Regions from separate parts of the Mus musculus genome. Here region 1 is linked to region 2. The links are chromatin contacts, called in public HiChIP or PLAC-seq maps. All regions are on one chromosome and are shown on one strand. Each heading gives the region's core, a stretch centred on a gene start, on an enhancer-like site or on the middle of the called end of the contact. The rest is flanking DNA. Distances are from core to core; before and after follow the strand shown. Region 1 overlaps Itga10 (integrin, alpha 10). Region 2 has its middle 16 kb from the start of Gm30044.

Region 1 (4,304 bases), core at 1,172-3,671, 580 kb before region 2:
AAGTACATTGTAGCTGTCTTTAGACACTCCAGAAGAGGGAGTCAGATCTCTTTATGGATGGTTGTGAGCCACCATGTGGTTGCTGGGATTTGAACTCCGGACCTTCAGAAGAGCAGTCGGGTGCTCTTACCCACTGAGCCATCTCGCCAGCCCCAAGACAGGACTTCTTTGTGTAGCCCTGGCTGTTCTAGAACTCTCTCTGTAGATAAGGCTGGCCTCAAACTCAGAGATCCATCTGCCTCTGCCTCCAAGTAATGGGATTAAAGGTGTCCACCGCCGCCACCACCACCACCACCAAGCCAGAATTTCTTGGTGTTATCTGAACCTCCAAGAAATTATGAACTGTTCAAGATGATATGGCAACAAATGAAAGGCACAGACTTCAATCCAGGTCTGTGTGTTTTTCTCAGGAAACTTTAAACGGTCCCGGAAGCTGGTGAGGATTGTGGGATGATGGAGCAGATCTCCTGGGAAAGAAGAGTCACAGAAAACATTCACAATAATTGTAAAAGTAATGTTTATTCACCTGCTGTAATTGTTGTCTTGAAGGCTTACTTCTGAACAAGCTCACCCTTTAACCCTTTCTAGCACTTTCTGAACTCTGGCTGGCTGGGTCAGCTCAGCTGTTCTGGCTCAAACCCCTCTCCAAGCTGACTGATTCAATCGGACTTCTCTTTTTGGTTTTTCTTTTTTTGGTTTTTTGAGACAGGGTTTCTCTGTGTAGCCCTGGCTGTCCTGGAACTCACTTTGTAGACCAGGCTGGCCTCGAACTCAGAAATCTGCCTGCCTCTGCCTCCCGAGTGCTGGGATTAAAGGCGTGCACCACCACGCCCGGCTTTAATCGGACTTCTCTTAGCTTCTCAATGAATTTCTCTACTTGGCCTCAAACTAACTCTAGCAATCTAATCTTCTGGTTCCTTCTCATTCTTTGGCCTGTTCTGTCTTCACCAATGCCTACTACCGTGTTCTCTTTGCAACCTGTCCCTGTAAAACTGTTCCTTAAAAAACCACCTCTGGCCGGGTGGTGGTGGTGCATGCCTTTAATCCCAGCACTTGGGAGGCAGAGGCAGGTGGATTTCTGAGTTCCAGGCCAGCCTGGTCTACAGAGTGAGTTCCAGGACAGCCAGGGCTATACAGAGAAACCCTGTCTTGAAAAAAAACCAACCAACCAACCAACCAAACAAACAAACAACCAAAAACCACCTCTGAATTCTACAAACTGACCTGCCTCTCAACTCACTGGATTCCCAATTCAAATGAACTGCACTCACTGACTTGACTAAACAGAACTCAGAGATCTGCATCCTCTGCCTGCCGAGTGCTGGGATTAAAGGTGTGTACCACCATGCCTGGATCTTAACTTTTCTTTACCTGGGACTTACTCTATACTAGACTAGCCTTGAACTTAGAGACCTGCTTGCCTCTGTCTCCTGGGAGTAAGGCATGTCAGTATTCCATCCAGATCACAGGGATCTAGAAGGTCTTTGGATGCGATCCTTTTCAGGGCAGCCATGTTGCTGTATTAAAATGCTGCAAACACTATCCATGGGCACTCTATATCCCAGGAAACTCAAACAGAGCCAGAAGTCATTTGATAACTGGATTTTATTTGTTCTGACCATTTGCTCACCATGACAGTCCCCAGGAGGGACTCTCTGCAGAAGACCAGAGACACCAAAATAAACATTGCAAGCAGACTCAGAACAGCCTGGGAAGACCGGTTCTCTGGCTGCTGGTCAACTGCTCAATCAGATTTCCTCTCATCACAGTCTAAGAGGGCCTCTGTCAGAGCTAAACTATGGAGATCAGAAACTGTCTTTGCTGTTCAAAAGTCTTAATTACAATAAACAACGAGTTTCCCCGTTACTATGAGAATTACACTTACCCATGAACCAAAACATAGGACAAAAGGGAGAGGGTTTAGTCAACACGCAATTTCCAGAAAAGGTGATCAAGAAAGGGCTGAAAAACTCACTGCAGCAGAGACACCTACAGCACATGACAGGAGTCTCAGAATGGTCTTCCCAGGCTATCACCGCTATAGCGCCAACACTGGGCAAGAAGGTGCTTACTCTCCAGACACCTGATGCCAACCATGTAGGCTTCCTCCCAGATGCAGATTCCCGCTTGTTTGGATCTATCTCAGGGGGCTGTTGTTACCCAAACCTGGTGCGGTGAAAGGGCTTCTTCCTGCCACCGTGAAGCTTTCAGTTACGAAAGCCCCGAAGAGTAAATGGAGAAAATTGTCACCAAGCTCCCCTGCTATCCCAGCTTGAACCACTTGGGGGCCTCTGGCTCCGGAAATTTTAGCATCAAGTCCTGGCCTTGCTCCCAGAGAAGGATGAGGGTTGGGATGCCTCAGCCCGGAGAGCCTGGGGGCAGCTGGGTTTCCCTAGCACCTGAGGGCGGAGTACTGTGAAGTCTCAGGTTTCAGCCGGCTGGCAGTTGCCGGTCTGAAGGATTCTCTGTGCCCTGGAATTGTACAGAATGTCTCTTGTGGCTTTTTCTCCTCCCTCCTTTTTTCCTGTTGACTCTCCCCACCCAGATCTATGAATCACAGGACTCCACGGGAAAGCAGCAGATGTTGACTTTTACTTCTTTTAAGCCAACGTCAGCTCTCTCCTGTGGAGTGGGGAGCAGGCAGGAAGGTGAGAGAGTGTGTACGCGTGTGCGGGGGGGGGGGGGGGGGGGCGGGGCGGAGGATAACCTTCTTTTTGGAATTGAGAGGGGGACAAAGGGAATCTGCAAGGAGAGTCGGGAGCAAAATCATTTGACTCCTGGTAATGGGGAAGATAGGGTCCAAAACAAAGAACCTGTGCTAGCTGTGGAAGCCGTCGGGAAGGGGGACGCACAGGGTGAGGATATTATGTGTTTTGGTGCCAGCCCTTCTCAGCTAAGGCAAAGCTTCATCTCTTGCCAGAAGCATCGCCATGGCTCAAAAGTCAAGTCAGGCTGCAGGCCTGGAGACACATGCTGGCAGCATCTTTTCCCCTTTGAGCCTCCAAGCCTCCTTTGGATACAGAGTCTCTTGAAAAGGCTGCCAAAGTGGGCTTCTGAGCCTCCTGCAGTCAGTCAGTCACTGCTCCAACTTCTCCTCACTTTCTTCTTCTTTGGGGATTTTCTTACGGGTAAAGAAGCCAAGCTATAGAGGAAAAGATACCAGTCATTGCCAGATGTCCCGGCTGGGGGCCTTGCCAATAGCCCTCGCTTATCTGAGGTCTTCGCTTCTGTTCTGTTTCCAAAAATGAGATTCAGATTTATTTTATTTGGCTTAGGTTGATTCAACCATCATTTGTGGGACAGAGTCAAGGAGAGCTGAACATGGCAGCCCCCTAGCCCCATCCTAACTAACACAGAGCCTGTCCTTTCTTTCCAACAGAATAAGATGCTGGCCTTACCTTCCACAGGCAGAAGACAAGGAGAGCAAGCAGGAGCAGCCCCCCCAGGACACTGCCAACGAGGATCCACAGGGAGATGAGGGTCGGGTGGGTCTGAATCACCTCCAAGTGACTCTGCATAGCAAGGAGAGTTTGTTTTGTCTTTTCTTGCTTGGCTTTTGAGGTGGCTTTTTGTGGCTTGGTTTGTTTGCTTGTGTTTGAGGCATTTTTATTTCATGTCCCAGGCCAGCCTTCAGCTCATGGCAAGCCTCCTCTCTCAGCTCCCCAGTACTTGAATTACAGGCAGGCATCACCACCCCTGACCTGTGTTTTATGTCTGCCCTTTAACTCAGCCTCAGTCAACATTATAACAAAGCCAGCCCTAAATAGAGTAAAAAATAAATAAATAAAGCAAAAAACCAAAACTTCTTCCTACTTAAAAACACTGAAGCAAGAAGCAAGACTCATGGAACCGCCACTTCTGACTGTTGGACCCCTGCCTGGTGGACTGTCGAGTGGATATAATTTTGCTCTGAAAAATCCCATTGTTGGGTAGGAGAGATGGCGCCATGGCTAAAAGCACTTGTTGCTCTTGCAAAAAGGTTGCAGGTTTGGTTCCCAGCACCCATATGGTGACTCAAAATCATCTTAGTTCCGGGGGATCCAGAACTAAGAGGTTCTGACCTCTACTCACGGCTCACTTGCTTGCAGGTAATACACATAGATTTTAAAAGCTAAGTTGAAAAATAAGAGGGAGAGAAGGGCCATCCTTTTCCCAACCCATTGCCACTCTTCCCAGCTCCACCCTACCTCACTCGAGCGGGAGGCTTCATTCAGTAGTAGGACACTGCCCTCCTCAGTTCCTAACTTGAAGGTGCTGACCACTGTCACAGACTTGAACTTGGCCTGTGGAATGAGCAGTTAGGA
Region 2 (4,479 bases), core at 1,275-3,774:
AGCTCACGTAAAATCCTAGAGATGGGGTGACAGAGAGATAGGAAGATCTCTAGGGCATGTGCTCAATGAGCATAGATAAAGCATCAGACTCCAAACCAATGAGAGACCCTATCTATGGCTCAACTGTTAAGAGCATTTGCTGTTCCTACAGAGGATTGGGGCTCAAGTCCTAGCACACATATGACAGCTTACAATTCTCTATAGCTCAAGTTTCAGAGGATCTGATGCCCTCTTCTGGTGCTCATGGTACATACATGCAAGCAAAATACTCAGCACATATAATGAAGAGTTTTTAAAAATGAGACAAAAAAAAATCCCACACAAATAAGGTAGACAGTTGTTCTCAAGAACAACACTTTAAGGTTGACCTCTTCTAAATACATATACAAATACTCAACACTTACACGAAGATACCAGAAATATTTACTTCTGCAGATGATTAGAACATTGTTATGAGTTTAATAAAAAGCTTTTTTTTTTTTTTTTTTTTTTTTTGGTTTTTTGGTTTTTTGAGACAGGCTTTCTCTGTGTAGCACTGGCTGTCCTGAAACTCACTCTATAGTCCAGGCTGGCCTCGAATACTAAAAAGCTTTTAATGGGTTTTTATTAAAGCCCTAGGGTTGCTTCCCAGGCATAGAGCACTTGCCTTACATGCACAAGGCTCTGGATGCCATGCTCAGCAACAGCCACCACCACTATAAAAGAAGATAAGGAAGAGGAGGAGACCCATAACCCGTAACAATCTCCTACATCTATCTGCTTCTGCCTTGACACTCACATTCCCCATGTCTGTTTTTTAGCATCAGATCCCACAGTCAAAGTGTTAGTGCACTGGCCTCCTTTTTGGGTGGCACATACCAATGTCTGCAGACTGACCACCGTCCTCAGATTAGTCAGGTTACCAGTTAAGTGGTAATGCCTCATACCAACTTTCCTAAAGTGACCTGGGTAGTAGTTGTTGAAGTTGATCCTCTGGTAGAGCGCGCAACCAGCATTACCCAGCCTCCTGGAAGCATCCAGTATTCACCCAGGCTGCCCTGGCCATAGATTATGTGACCTTGAAGTTTCCAGATCTTCTTCAGTCTGGTTGAAATGGGGTCACCTAAAGCAAAGAGTGACTCCCTGCTTGTGGCAGTTGCTGGATAGCAAAACAGTTTGGGGCAGGCAAAATGGCTCAGGGGTAACTACAGCCCAGCGAACCCAATAACCTGAGTTCAATCTTCAGGACCTATATGATAGGAAAGGAGGACTGACTGACTGACTCCTAAAAGCGGCCTTTTGAATACCCGAAAGCACACACACACACACACACACACACGCACGCACGCACAATCAATATATCAATGCAATGTAATAATAAAAATGTTGGTCCCAAATTCATGCACATTCAGGCACACTAAATATACTTAGTGAGAGAGAGGGAGAGAAAGAGGGAAACAGAGAGAGAGAGAGAGAACATGAAGGTGGAAGGGAAAAGTGGTAGCAGATAGGAGAGGAACTGAACAGGCAGGAAAAGGGAATAGATTTGATCCAAACATTATGGATGCATACATACATACATACATACATACATATAAATATTTAAAATGTTACAAATATTTTTATCTCCTTGGTATGTCAGTCTTCTCTGATGGGCTTTGATTCCTTGCTCATCTGTGTTCCTTTTCATGTAGTGCATTATGTCATTTTCAAATAGACATGTTTGTTTCTCATGTGTACACTTCTTACACTGTCACATTGCCTCCTGAGCGTGGGGATCAAGGCATGTGCCACCGTGCCTGTGGATTGTGGATTTTTTTGGAGACAGGTTCTTAGGTTGCCTGGCCTTCAACTTGCCACTAAATGGATATTATTAGTAGTAGTAGTCATAATTATTATCCTGAATGCCTGATCTAGAGTTTCCTGCTCTCACCTGTAAAAGGCACAGGCGCTCACAGATACGCATTGGAAAAACCAAGAACTTCACTCACACAGGGTTGTCTCCTCAATGGAGGAGATATGTACCTGGTTTCCACTCGGAAGGCTGAGAGTGGATGTTGTTAATGACCTGGTGACCTTTGTGTAGGGCCAGGCCCCACCCCAATCTCCCAGAATGTTTATCCCAGACTCTTCCTCCCTAGACATTTATCTTTAGTTTTGCTTCTTGGCCAATAGGACCCATCCTTGGGGGAGATGTCACATGTACTTTATAGCCTGGAGACTTCTACACTATCTTGGTTAGAGACCACACTAAATCCTAGGCCCTTAAACTGTAGAACCCATCTGCATGGTTAGAGGCCACATGTACTTTGCAAAAGAGTTTCAAGATATTCACCCTTTAAGCTTTAGTATGCACATGGGAAGGAATAATTATTACCAGAAAACTGTTTTCCAAAATTGTACTGTACTTAAAGATGTCTAAAAAAAACCGCCCAGTGTCAGACTCCAGAAGTTTGAGCCAACACCAGATGACTAAGTCATACTGAGCGGACTTTCCTTCTTGCTCATGCCTCATGCAGTCAGTGTCCCTGCTGGCCATGTCCCTGCTGGCCATGATGCTTGCAGGGACGATCGCCCTCCTCCACCCACATTACCTCCTCAGTTCTGGGATTACAGTCATGGTCCATCACAGCCAGATTCAAATCTTTTCTAATTTTTCTTTTGAGATAGCATGTATCTTAACTCCTCTACTATCTAAAGGGTATAGTGAATTTTACTTAGAGACTTTCTAAGATTGATAGTAAACCATTTCTACAATCTGGTCACAATAAGTCACTCACTGAATTCCTGATATTTAAGACTTTGTGCTTTCATTCATAAGAAAGGATGGCCTGTAATAATCTTTTTGGGTGCTATTTTGTGCAGTTTGAGAATTCTGTTTTCATCAGGTTGTAAACTGACCCTGAGAGTTCTTTTTCTTTTCTGGGCTAAGTCATACTTATTTCTCTGTCTCAATTTTAGAGTATAAACTGTATGAAGGTAGGAACTGTCTCATTAATTGATCTCTGAGCTGTAAGACTTGACAGGAAGTAAAGAATATAGGATCATCTGGGCGTGGCCAGGCCTGGGATCCCAGAAGTCAGAGTCATCATGAGTCATGTTGGTATACACTGAAGACTTCAGGGCAGTCAGGGCTGATGAGACTCTACCTCCCCACCCACCCCTCCACTTTCGAATATTAGATAAACAGCTCTCCCTCTCTACTTCAACTTTTCTTTCTTTTTTTTTTTTTTTTTTTTCTTTCTTTTTTTTTTTTTTAGAAATCAAATTGTTTTATTTTCTCTAAATCCCTCCAAGCCCAGGAAAAAGGAGTCAGCCGTGGGGATCACTTCACTAAGCAGTTCAAGTATGAGCAACCTCCAAACTTGTCACCATCATAGCTTAGTGATGCCCCCGGAGGGGCAGCAGCTGAGGAGTGAGAGAAAGGGAGGGTGGAGGCTGCCTGGGGTGGGGGCCTCCTCACTGTCTTCATCTTCACACCAGCTACACTGCATCTCATACTCCTGCTGTAGGGTCATCTGCTCTGAGGCTGTCAGATGCTGCAATTCTTCTGACTTCATCCGCTCGTGGTACCTGGGCACGTGCTCGGAGGTGTAGGGTACCAGGACCACCTTCTTGCCCACTAGCATGGTGTTCTGATTCAGCTTCATTGTAGCTGCCTGTTTCCAACCCTAGCCTCCAGCGTCCAGAGTCCACGTCACTCGGCTCTGGCCCTTCCGTTTTCCTGTCTCCAAGCCCCACTCAAAGTTCTCAGGCCTCAGCCCTTTGCGTGGTTCCTCGGCCGTCTAAGCGCCGTAGTTTGCAAAGTGCAAAGCTCACAACCACCCCCTGCCCTACTTCAACTTTTCAAAGCCTTGTATTGGTAATTATTGTATTTCTTTCTTGTCTCCCTTACTAAATTATTGTATTTTTCACTTGGGCTTAACAGGAAGAATCTAAAGGATAGTTGTTGAATAAATTAAAGAACATGTCAAGTGACTTGATAGAGGAATGTGCCACCATATTTTAGGTGACCAGGGCCAGGCCTACAGCAGACTTTTCTCAGTGACAGGCCCTGCCCTGTGCTCACTGATTTATGCTTGCTGATTCCAGCTTAAGTGAATTCTGGGAGCCTGCAGGCCTGGTTCCTCCTGTTGACCTCCCTCCACCTCTGTAAAACTCACCTTCTTATTTCTCATTCCTCTGGGCCTAAGCTTTCAGCCAGCAAGTCACATAAACTAATTCTCATTTACAGAGCAGCAGTTAGAGGATCCCAAAGCAGCGCGTACAGACAATAAATGTGGAGTGTTTTTATAAACAAAATAGTGTGCTTTTCCTGATTATTAAGCTGCATGCTTATAATAGAAAAATTAAGCACCAGAATCCACAAGGAAAATAAAAAGCACATGCAAAACCCAGATAAGTCATAACTCATAATATCTTTATTTTAATAGGGTGTAGCAGTCAAGAGACAGTCCCTACTGCCTGAACCTGAGTCTTGACTCTTTACCGTTTACTTAT

Evidence for each region. HiChIP or PLAC-seq counts read pairs in DNA pulled down with a chosen protein or histone mark.
Region 1: a FOXA1 HiChIP or PLAC-seq map of pancreatic cancer cells shows a contact between it and region 2. The contact joins two enhancer-like sites. A contact is called at or near these places in 1 of 39 promoter capture datasets (liver) and 1 of 115 datasets of contacts at active chromatin or transcription factors (pancreatic cancer cells).

What each region holds. Positions count from the first base shown.
Region 1 is chr3:96,661,803-96,666,106 of GRCm38.p6, reverse strand. Itga10 (integrin, alpha 10) reads right to left here. Exons shown (of 30, transcript NM_001302471.1): 28 at 4,188-4,283; 29 at 3,399-3,512; 30 at 1,588-3,142. The coding sequence ends at 3,077. Among named protein-coding and RNA genes, the nearest start is that of Ankrd35, 6.2 kb to the left of the region's middle. Within about 2 kb of position 2,421, at least 162 of the 459 cell types and tissues checked have an H3K27ac peak or open chromatin away from gene starts, as enhancers often do. A contact at or near this core is called in pancreatic cancer cells, where this site is marked.
Region 2 is chr3:96,086,021-96,090,499 of GRCm38.p6, reverse strand. No RefSeq gene overlaps it. Among named protein-coding and RNA genes, the nearest start is that of Gm30044, 16 kb to the left of the region's middle. Within about 2 kb of position 2,524, at least 55 of the 459 cell types and tissues checked have an H3K27ac peak or open chromatin away from gene starts, as enhancers often do. A contact at or near this core is called in pancreatic cancer cells, where this site is marked.